Regions from separate parts of the Zea mays genome. Here regions 1 and 2 are each linked to region 3. The links are chromatin contacts, called in public Hi-C maps. All regions are on one chromosome and are shown on one strand. Each heading gives the region's core, a stretch centred on a gene start, on an enhancer-like site or on the middle of the called end of the contact. The rest is flanking DNA. Distances are from core to core; before and after follow the strand shown. Region 1 has its middle 45 kb from the start of LOC100282091. Region 2 holds the start of LOC100277165. Region 3 holds the start of LOC100281271 (inhibitor of apoptosis-like protein).

Evidence for each region. Hi-C and Micro-C count contacts between places; a contact is called where the count stands out from the background.
Region 1: a Hi-C map of bundle sheath shows a contact between it and region 3, with 3 times the contacts expected there. The contact joins the enhancer-like site here to the promoter of LOC100281271 in region 3. A contact is called at or near these places in 2 of 25 Hi-C or Micro-C datasets (bundle sheath and endosperm).
Region 2: a contact with region 3 is called in a Hi-C map of endosperm, with 3 times the contacts expected there. The contact joins the promoter of LOC100277165 here to the promoter of LOC100281271 in region 3. A contact is called at or near these places in 2 of 25 Hi-C or Micro-C datasets (bundle sheath and endosperm).

The regions. Positions count from the first base shown.
Region 1 is chr2:63,309,859-63,313,405 of Zm-B73-REFERENCE-NAM-5.0, forward strand. No RefSeq gene overlaps it. Among protein-coding and RNA genes, the nearest start is that of LOC100282091, 45 kb to the left of the region's middle. Within about 2 kb of position 1,518, at least 19 of the 20 cell types and tissues checked have an H3K27ac peak or open chromatin away from gene starts, as enhancers often do. A contact at or near this core is called in bundle sheath and endosperm, where this site is marked.
Region 2 is chr2:62,556,892-62,560,543 of Zm-B73-REFERENCE-NAM-5.0, forward strand. It overlaps LOC100277165, which reads left to right and starts at 1,863. Exons shown (of 2, transcript NM_001327920.1): 1 at 1,863-1,941; 2 at 2,092-2,950. The coding sequence starts at 2,097. The coding sequence ends at 2,423.
Region 3 is chr2:62,908,817-62,912,434 of Zm-B73-REFERENCE-NAM-5.0, forward strand. It overlaps LOC100281271 (inhibitor of apoptosis-like protein), which reads right to left and starts at 2,298. Exons shown (of 2, transcript NM_001154992.2): 1 at 1,759-2,298; 2 at 808-1,669. The coding sequence starts at 2,232. The coding sequence ends at 1,139.

The DNA.
Region 1 (3,547 bases), core at 268-2,767, 400 kb after region 3:
CAGTGTATAATATTATTGTTACTGTTTTTGTATGTCGTAGACTATATTTTTGTATGTCATTGAAATTACCTATAAAATTATCACTGTGTATCAGTGTATATGTATGCAGTTGGCTTGATGTTAGACAATAAGCTGAACCTATGGGGTTTCTATGGGTTTCCACCCAATTACGGGTTGGTTTGGAGTCAATAATATTATTGGATGGGTTGGGTTTAATTTCTTTCTTATATTTTTGGATGGGTGTGGGATGAATATCAAAGTTATTAGATTTGTGTATGGGTGGGCGTGGGTTGGATTTTTTTGCCATTAGCAGGCCAGCCCCTAAATGTAAACACAATAATATATATGAGATATAAATTTAATAGTCTTATGTCTTCCGCGGATCAATGTAGAAAAATATGATTCTAGTTCGAGAAAAAGCATAAAGAATACTTAAAGAATAGAAGAATTAATTCAGTCTCCGAAAGGAGCCGTAGATATATCTATTATAAAATAATCACAAGTAAGATTGCACTTGATAATAACACTGATAATGATCCTCTAGATTGCTAGATTGAGACAATTAATAGTGTTGAGGTTGATGATGTTAATATGAATGCCACTACTATTAGCGCTAACTAGAATACTTGGCTTGATGGGCATGCTAGCGATTCTTTTTGGTCTGATATATTTGGCCTTAGATACCTGGATTTTCTTGATCCTAAATAAAATTATTTTTTGGCACAAAAGGAGACTAAACGAGAGAAATGTCCTACAGACAAACATTCTAAAAAGTTTTCTACGTTATCTATAATAAAATTCTATCAAATGGAAAAATATTATGATAGATATTGGCTTGCCTATTATAAGGAACTTGATAAAATCCTTTTGCATTGACCATAAATTTTATTCCTACGCAGTATATTGCAACTTTATGTTATTAAAGTTTTTTTTCTAGTGAGATAGGTCTCGTTCTAGAGTCTGGTACATGGACCGGCACGGTCCTGAAAATAGGATTTGGTTATTTAGAAACAGAGAGACTTGAGTCATATAATTATTTGTAACCCGGTAGACAAGGTTACGCTTATCACTTTATCAGCTTATGCAAGCACAGCACAGCCACGGCAAAGCTTTGACATGTGACCTTTCTTGTGCAGCCACGCGGGGACGCATGTGATTTGCTCTGGCCGCGGAAAGCTTTGCCCCCCTGGGTGGCTGGGTCCGATTCCGAGCAGCGATGTGCCGGCATAGCTTTTCCTCTCTCTCTCTCTCTCTCTCTCTCTCTCTCTCTCTCTCTCTCTCTCTCTCAATTCCCTCGCTCTCACAGTTTGCTCGCTCCCTCACGATTCACGATTCGCGTGGACCGGTCCAATCGATTGATGGATGATACTAGTGGGACGCACCGCGCACGGACGAATCCCGTGTAGCTTTCGGCTTTCCGATTGCCTTTTTCGCCGTTCCTGGCAGGGGACCCCACGGCCTGCTGATCATTCCGATCCCCACGACGGCGACGGCGAGACGTGCCAATGCCGGATAGGGGTGTGTGTGTGCGCCCCTGGCGGACAGGCAGGCAGGTGTCTGCCTCCGCGCGCGCGTGTTGACGACTGGACCAGTCAGTGGCCGCGCGTTGTCCAGAAGGAATTGAAAAAACGTTAGGTCCACATGGTGGACTCGTCCACCAGCTTATACCCACCCGGAAGGCCGGAACACACGAGTGAATGATGTTCGATTAATTAATTAACAATCTCGATTTGCTGTTCTTTTAGACGCGTTTGGTTGCGGGACAGCTAAAACAGAGACGTCTCTTGGTGTCCTTTCTCGTCCCTCCAATTTTAAGAGATAATTGAGAATAACACTGGGATAGTCCTGTCCTAACCTTTGAAACTTATTTGAGGGATCGTTTCATCCCATCCTGTCATTGCAATCAAACGCACCTTAATGACTATCTTGATGACTCATCTCGATTCAAATACAGGAACTGGACCTGATTAGCGGCTATGGTCAGAACTCGGATCAATCACGGTCATCATCGATTCAACTGTGCGCTGCGACATCAAGCAACTACTACCGGTAGGTGGTAGCTATTGACACGAACACGCGAGAGAATCCAAGTAAACAAGTGAAGGTAGGAATACGATTATATATATAGGATTGTATCCAAGAGGCAAGAGTCCAAACTTTGTCCGTGGAAAAAACTACAACCACGACTTTGATTTTTCTTGGCGAGACGGACCCGTGGCCGGGGCTGCAGATTTGCCTGGCGCCGGTGGCACCGCTCCCACTCTCGCAGTCGCACAGCAAACGCAGTGGCAGGTGGTCGTCGACGCCCCACCACGCACGTCGCACGGCACGGCGCGGATGCCATCATGCAGGGCAGGGCACCAGTCGCTGCGTACGTCGTGGGCTGCAGCAGGACGCAGCACTGTTGCTGCAAGTGGCAGGTGGTCACGCTCCTCCCCCCACGATACGCAACAAAGAGCAGCCGATTGATGCCCTTTCTTAGCTTTTCACTACAACTCAGACGTTATTAGCTTAATTAATGATATGGACACTTTACAAAGTTAATTAGCACGTACATCAGCAGTCGTCGACTCGTCGTTTGGTGCAGACACGCGCTCGCACAGCAGAGGAAAACAGTGGGACATCATAAATCAGTAGAGAAAAAACATATAAGCTACGTCCTTAGTACGAACTACAAAGAAAAGAAACTCTATAGACGTCTATCAGACCTGTCAGCGCGAAGAGCCAGTAGAAATAGTTATGTCCCACGGATGGCTAACTGAGAACCATCGGTACAAATTCTTTTTCAGAAAATATAAACCGGGTTGTAAAAATAGCAAAAATAATATATATTTTTTAATCACGGGAGGCCCCACCTGCTCTCATCTCTGCTAAAGTCACGACATTTCTCGCACAAAATTTGCACACTATTGGAACTTGCTCTCAATTGCAAGGAGGCCAACAAGGGTGAACAGTGGTGACAACAGAGTTACGTGCTAGAAGGCAATAGCTCTGTTAATCTGGCCTCCCACGGGCACTGTGCAGGGGTATTTATAGGTACCTGAGCGCCCAGCGCCTTGTGCTAAGAACGCATGTGCCCTCAGCTACCTAGATTATCCCCAGAATATTCCCATAAAGCGGGGTTACAGACCGTAATTACAGGGATGCCTTTACAAATTAGGCCCGTAACAGACGGCGGCCACGCAGGGCCCGTTACAATGGGCCGGATCGCACGCGGGCCTCTGAGCTGGACGAGGCCGCACTGTGGGATGACTTTGTCGCAGGTCTTCGTCTGGTGCCGAATCAGCGAAGGGTGTCCCTGCCTGTTTTGTCTCTGTCAGACCGGCGGCTGCAGCGAAGACTTCGAGCGAAGGGTGGCGTCTTTGCCTTCGCCCCAACACACACTACCAGGCCGGTAGGAATCAAACCGACGACCTCACTGTTTCACGTAGCCTTATTGAGAGTACCTAGATGGGGGTGAATAGGTAATCCTGTAAAAACTTGAAACTTAATTCAACAAAACTTGATTAGTAGTTAGCACAATAAGGCCAAGTGGCTAGAGAGGAGT
Region 2 (3,652 bases), core at 613-3,112, 350 kb before region 3:
CCGTCCCGTGATCAGGGGCCTCAGGGCCTGTTTGCTTTCGTCCGTTCCCTGCCAAGATCGATGCCTTTTCCCAAGAAAAGAAGTCCTGGTCATGATAAGGTTATTATACTAGTAGCACGTACCCTGCAGCTGCAGCGGTCAGATTATTCCCCTCAGAATTCACATCTCCTTCCAAAATCCCTTCCCCACCCCGGTGCAGTATTCTGTGTATTCTAGTCCGTTTCCACGAGACTCGTGCGAAGCTGACGACGAGCGGCGGTGGTGTGGTGATGCGCAAGTGCTATAGCCTGATATATTTATTTGAAGCCTAAACCGCGTGAACTGATGATGATGGTACGGATGGTCTGCGCAAGGAAACCTATTGAAAATCGCCATCAGAGGAGAGAAAGCGGGCTATTTGAATCGGTTTTTTCCCTCTTTGAACTTGAGAAGCGGAATCAATCAACGGCGTCGTTGCTCGCAAGAGTGCGACGGCAGAGCCGCGATTCGGACCGGAGATGCCCACTCCGGGTAAGGTACTAAGGTGTTGACACCTTTGTTCTCTGGCGCCTTTGGATGAAACACGAAAGTGAAACCGCGCCTAGCTAGAAACGAATGGCTACTGGCCACTGCTCTCGGATCGGAAGGGAACGGCGCACTAGTGGCTTTCGGTTCCGAGAAAGGAGTCGTCGCGACCCGACGTGCCGCCGATGCGGCGTAAAATGACTCGCAGCGTGGCGTACAGTGGTTTGGCGTTTTGAGGTGCACAAATTTTAGCGGTGGGATGCGTCTCTGCGGCCTCATCATCTGCTGATCACAGACAAGTCAGCTGTGGCCTGTGGACTATACGTAGCCGCGTAGGGTACGTAGCTGCAGAGTCTCTCTCAGTTTTTTGTGTGTGGCTTTTGTTGAGGTGCATGGTGTGGCCAGTATTATTTTGCACTGCTTTTATTATCATCGTCCCGTCCGTCTCTTGGTCCGCGACGCGGTCATGCGGGAGACGAGCCGACTAGTGGAGCAGGAGCAGCTGCCTGCGACCACAAATGGACGAGTGTACCACACGCGAACGCCGCCCACGCGACGGAGGGACGAAGAAGCGGAACTCTGTCTGAGAGTATAATATTGTAGTATAGTGTTACGTTGGCGCGGCGCGGCGCGGAGGAAGTCGTCGGATGACTCGGATCGTCGAATCGAATCCTCTACGACACTACCACAGGCACCCACGCACGATGTATCTATCAATCGCTCAAGGTTTCCAAGGCCGAACGTGTCTGGACCAGCGCACATAGATTGGGAAACGATTTGTATATGAAAAAAAAAAGATTTGGATAGAGCGGCAGCAGCCAGCGGATTCATTCTAGAACCGTCCGCGCGTGGTCCCGTTGGCGTTTGCTCGCGACCGACGCGACGCGATCCGCACGCACCGGCAAGCCAGCTGCGCAACCCGCCAAGCTCCACAGCCCATCGTTTCCCGCCACCTCAAAGAAACCGCCCCCCTTTTTTTCTAATCAGAAGAGAACCGCCTGGGCGCTGGGCCGGCCGGAACGAGGGCACGGCCGTCGGCGTCGTCACTTTCATCCCTCCAGTTTTAGAGCTCTAAAAACTTCAAAATACTTTAGCTTATTTTAAAACTTCACCTAGCCAGAGCTTCTGGTCTAAAGTTTAGAGATCTGATAATGTTTTAAGAAAGAAAGCCCTAATCCGCTGGCGCCTTTGCTTAAAAAAAAAAAACCAGTGGGCTAGGCTAGTAGATGGGGCGGGGTGGGTCCACGAGGCCAGTGAGTGGGGTCAGGAGGAATCCTGGGCAGCGGTCCTGCCCGCGGGCAGTGCCGTGCCGTGCCACCCCCAGCATAAAAGCGAGGACTGCTCGGTCGCCGTGGTGCCGCAGTTTGCCGCTCTCGGCACTCGTTCGGCTTCCTCTCTTCTCTTTCCGGCCTATCAGCAGTCAGTTTCTCTCGTCTGGTAAGCTCCTTGGGACGCCTTCCTCCTATCCCTTTACTACTACAGTTCTTAACTCCTACCTAGGAGAAGAGAACTTCTCGTTCTAGATCCACTCAGCTTTTTATAAGAACTTTTTGTTCATTGGAGCCTGTGCTGCTTGTGGAGGTACAGTGCTGATGGCGTCCAACTACGTCGACACCGGGGCGGAGGAGGGCAGGTTCCACGGCCACCACAGCACGACGCCGACCAGCGCGGCGGCGTCGCCGAAGACGCTGCGGAGGAGCTCGTCGTCCGCCCACAGCCACGGCCACGGGCCCAAGTGCGTGTGCGCGCCGGCCACGCACGCAGGCTCCTTCAAGTGCCGCCTCCACCGCAGCAGCTCCCACGGCCACGGCCACGGCCACGGCAGCAACCCGGCGTCCCCTCCCTCCCCGGCCACCTTCGCCGCTGCGCCGCCGCCGGCCGCGGCCGCGTCCTCCTCCCGCACCGTCGCGGCGCAGTGACGGCGCCCCAAGAAACGCCGACCCAGCAGCAGTGAAGAGAGGAGAAGAGAAGAGAGAAACGGCAAAAGGGAAAAAGGAAAACACACTCTCTCTGTTATTATGCGACACGAGAAAGGGAGCTTATTTGTTCCTCCCTTCATCTTCACGTACGCCAACGGCAGAATTTCCCATTTCGTTTCACTTCCTCCTCCCCCCCTCGTCTTTTAACCTTTTTTGGCTGAGATATCCATCGATTCTCGCTGGAATGGTCTTCCCCTCCTTCGGTCAGAAGAAACCCTCCCTGGTTGTACTGTACTAGGCAATGCGCATCCTGCTAGATCGCCTCCGCTGAAATGGAAAGCGTATGTGTGATGGTGACATGAAGTTCACTTGTGTAATTATTACCATTTCAGTAAATCCATGCTTCTTGCAGGAGTTGTGATCTTGGTGGTGGGTCTGCTGATTACTCTTCCACCATTCCGTCGTGGAGGTCTTGAAATTGCGTCAATTATTCGCTATAAACAAGGATGACTGGCCAGGAAACAGTAACAGTGGACCGAGATCCAAAACAATTTTGGATGGTAAAACGTAGCAATCACACGACCTGCTTAGCACTGAAACGCTGGGATTCTTTGTTGAACGTAGCAATCTCACGACCTGCTTAGCACTGAAACGCTGGGATTCTTTGTTGGTTCGGTTCATCTCACCTACAAGTCTGGTCTGCTCTGTCAGTAGTAAAGTTCTGTCTGGCACGGATTGGTTATCCCGTGATTGTTTAGTGCTCATGTGATTGTTCTGCAGTGGTCTGACGGAGCCTGCATGGGTCCATGAGTCCATCCCGTCCTCACGTGTAAATGTCTCAGAGCTCCCCGGCCTCAACCCTGAGTCTGAGTGCATCGATCATATTGGCTGCACCTGTACCTGCAGACGCAGCATTCTGAACGATGGTAACAGGCATGTGCCATTAGCTGGAGGGGAACAGTGCAACCAACGATAGTGTGATGTGGCGCCGAGTCGCTGTAAATTGGTAGTGTCCGTCCTGTTGATGTTCACAAGCACACAGAAGTTATAGCTGGCAGAAGGCGGTTGGCATGTCAGGATCCGTAGCTGATCAGGATATTATTAGCCCTATCTTGCTTTAAGCAGCACACATGCCCCACGGTATCATAGTGCGCGTCGTTTGTGTCAACGGGATGATGGGTTTTCGGTTGGGCGCTGGTTCCTGTTATAACCTTTCTGGTGTTACTGTA
Region 3 (3,618 bases), core at 1,048-3,547:
TCACGAGAGCAGAGAGGCAGAGGCAACTGCGTGCGCCGCGCCTGCACGCGGGCCGGGCACCGGGAGTCCGGTACGCACGCACGAAAGGAGTGGCAGTTGCCTTGTCTCCTCTCCTCTCCTCCGAGGCTCCGGCGTTCCTTCCCCATGCTGGTTGGTTTCCTTGGTCGCATCTTTTCTGGAGCGCAGGCCGCGGCTTTGACTGGAGAACAGCTGCCTCCGCCTTTGCAGTCCTACCGTACCAGCAGAACTTTTGGGGCGTGTGATTAGCCATGAACCGTACTACTAGCTGGACCCCACCATGAGGAATCGCGTCCCCCACAACACGGCAAGCTAGCTAGCTACCAAGCAAGCAAGCACGCACGCACGCAGACTGATCCATCTGAGCCGTCTCGTGTACCGAGTCTCTGCTACACCCAGCGCGCGGTAAAAACCGACGCCACTTCTACGGACTGCCACTACTCGGTGACTGACCGACCGCAACGTAGTACGTTGGCCTTGACGGGACGGGGATGACGCACCGGACAAGTCAATTTTGTACAGACAAAGATCTGTCCCGGGAGTACCCTCGCGTCATTTATGCGGTGTGGGCGAGAGGAGAGACCAGCGCCCGCACGCAGCGCTGGTGGGACCACGCTGCCCATTCGGCAGATGCGATCCCCTCTACTGCTGGCCTCCATCCTGGCCGTGGACGATGTGAACAGTGCCAGATCGCCACTCCACGTTGGTAACATGATGCTTCAGTACAACTACAAGCAGATTTGGCGTCACGCTGAAACAATAATACATGTCGAGGGAAGCTCCAAGTATAGTAGAATACCATAGCTTTTCGTATCTAAGCTTTGGCCGATCTCCTCATTAATACAACAAGCCAACACTACCCCAAAAAAAAATACTACTAGCACATCTGAGAAACAAGGTACCAGAAAGATATTCCAGGGGAGAACAGAAGTTAGTGCCAATTACCAGTAGTACAGCTAACTGCGTCTAAAATTAGCCTACTATGCTGCAACTTGGAGCATCTCTACATTTACTACTCAACAAAGCTCGCCGCCTGACCCCGGGAGCCAGCGGATCTCATTGGACAACGAGTGCCGCCACCGCGCGGGACCAACACGCCGGCAGGGCCCCTCCCGCCTCGTCACAGCAGGACCTGGAGCGAGGCGTTCTTGCTAGCGCCGCAGACGGGGCACGCCTCGGCGGCGGCCTCGCACGCGCGGCACAGGCAGAGGTGGCGGCACGGGAGCAGCAGCACGGACGCGTCGCCGCCTCCGCAGGACTTGCACGACGGCGGCGAGGAGCCCCGGGACGCGGCGTCGCAGTCGTCGGCGACGGGGCCCGGCGGGGAGGTCTCGAAGCAGCAGGACCGCGCGTCCTCCGCCTCGCCGCCGCCAACGCCGGCGCCGGGCTGCTGCTGCTGCAGCAGCTGGTCCAGCGTGGCGCGGAGCCCCGCGGCGACGGCCTCGTGGCTCCGGGCGACGCCCAGCCACGCCTGCCCCTCGGCGGCCAGCTGCCGGAGCCTCTCCTCCAGCTCGGCGTTGCGGCGGCGGGCGCGCCCCAGCTCGGCCTCCGCCAGCCGCAGCCGCCCCGCCGCGGCGCGCTGCACGGCCGCCGCCACCGCGCGCGCGTGCCTCCGCCGAGCCTCCTGCAGCCCCGCACGCATCCTCTCGGTCTGCGGCAAGACCACGCGAGCAAGAGTCAGACAACGTGTGGGGGAGCTCGCCGGATCTGTCAAGACGGCAACGACTGACTACCACGCACCTCGAGCCGCACCAGCGCGTCGATCTCCATGCCCTGGCGGTAGAGCAGCGACAGGACGCCGTTGGTGGTGGCCGCCGCCCGACCACTGGTGGACGCCGCGCCGCACCCTGCCTCCCTGCTCTGCACGTCGCCGGCGAACACCTGGCCCTGCGGCACCGGCAGAACCAACCCCTGCTGGTGGGCATCATCCAGGAACCCGGGCGCGACGCGTGCACGCTTCCTCGGGAGAAACACGTTGCTGTTGTCGCCGCCGCCGCCGTTGCAGGTGAGCTCGCTGCGCGGCTGGGTGTCGCCAAACGCGGCGACCTCGAAGGGCGCCGGCGCCGGCGCCGGCGCGCACCCGCCGAAGCCGAGCTCGTCGAGGAACGCGGAGCCGCCGCCGCCGACCGTGGCGCCCTCCAGTGCCCTGAAGGCGTGCCCCATGTCGTGGGGCAGGAAGGCGGGGTTGAGTAGGTGCTGCGCCTGGACGGCCATGGACACCGGCCTTGTCTTTGCGGGAGAGGGGGAGGAGATGTGGTTACTGACTACTGGGTACTGGGTAGTGCAAGGGCAAGGGGTGGGAGGGAAGTTATATATACGGGGGGTCGGGCGGGGCGGGGAAGACACGTTGGGTGTGTGGGGCGCCTGCAAGGAGACAAAAGCTGCCGGTTTTTTGTTTATCTTGACGAGGAGAGGGAGGCAGGGCAAAGGCCCAGGCAGGCGGCAGGCGAACGGATTGGATGCTGCTGCGACCTCTCTTTTTCCCCGCCTTTAATAATGGCGATCGTTTACGCCGGAACCAATACCTTTTTTTTTATCCCGCCTCGCCTTGTCTGCGCCACCACGCTTCTTTTTCTTTTCCCGTCAATCTGTCATGGTTTTTCTTTTCCTTTCATTTTGTTGTCTGGCGATTGATTGGCGTGACCGTGATGCGAGACGTGGAGTAGAGTGGTGGTGGTCCTCGTGGACCAGCACACAAAGGGTGGCCTACCTACCTCTGGCCTCTGGTAGCATGCTGCCTGCTTGATGCTGTGCCTTTTTTTCTTTATTTGCTCGATTATGGTTGTATTTCTAAATTTTACTCTATAAATTATTGTTTAAAAATTTATTTACATAAAAAATATACTTTCTATATTTTTCAATCTTCAACAACTTTTTCTATATTTTATTTATACTCTAGAGAGTCTTCACGTTTCCTATCTTTAACTATATTCGAATAATCATTTAAATAAGATGTTAGAGTTTATTTTCTATATTTAAATGCTAATGGTCAGCATCAGAATGTCTAGCGTGCACCTAATATGGTGCATCTAACATGGCATCTGGATAGCGCTTAAAAAGAATGCGAGAGGATTTGCACTGACTAGACGTATCCAATGAAGCACCAAATATGACACTAGATAGGACATCCTAAGAGGGTTGTAGATGCGCGTGAGACACTGAGCACTCATCAGATGTATCTAATGAGGCACCAGATGCGACACTATACAAGACACTCATATATGTGTTGTAATGTGCACATCAAGCGGTGTACTCACTAGACGTGTCTTGTGAGGGTTCATTTATACCAAGAGATACTGATATAATAATAGGTAGTTTTTGAACTAGCCATTGAAGCTTGCATCGAACATGTACAATAGTGGAGGTATGTGTGCATTAGACATGTCTGGCTAGTTCTCTATCTTTGAGCTACATATATCTCTACATCTTGTCCATTTGAGGTCTTTTAACCATTTGTTCAGCTGAACAAAACCTATTAGAGTGAAAGCGAGAGCCTTTGCCTAGTGAGATAATTGATTTGATAATCGTGAAATTAGTGGTCTCATTAGTGTATTGCGAGTAGCGATACAAGTGTGCACCCACCATTCTCATTAGCCTTGG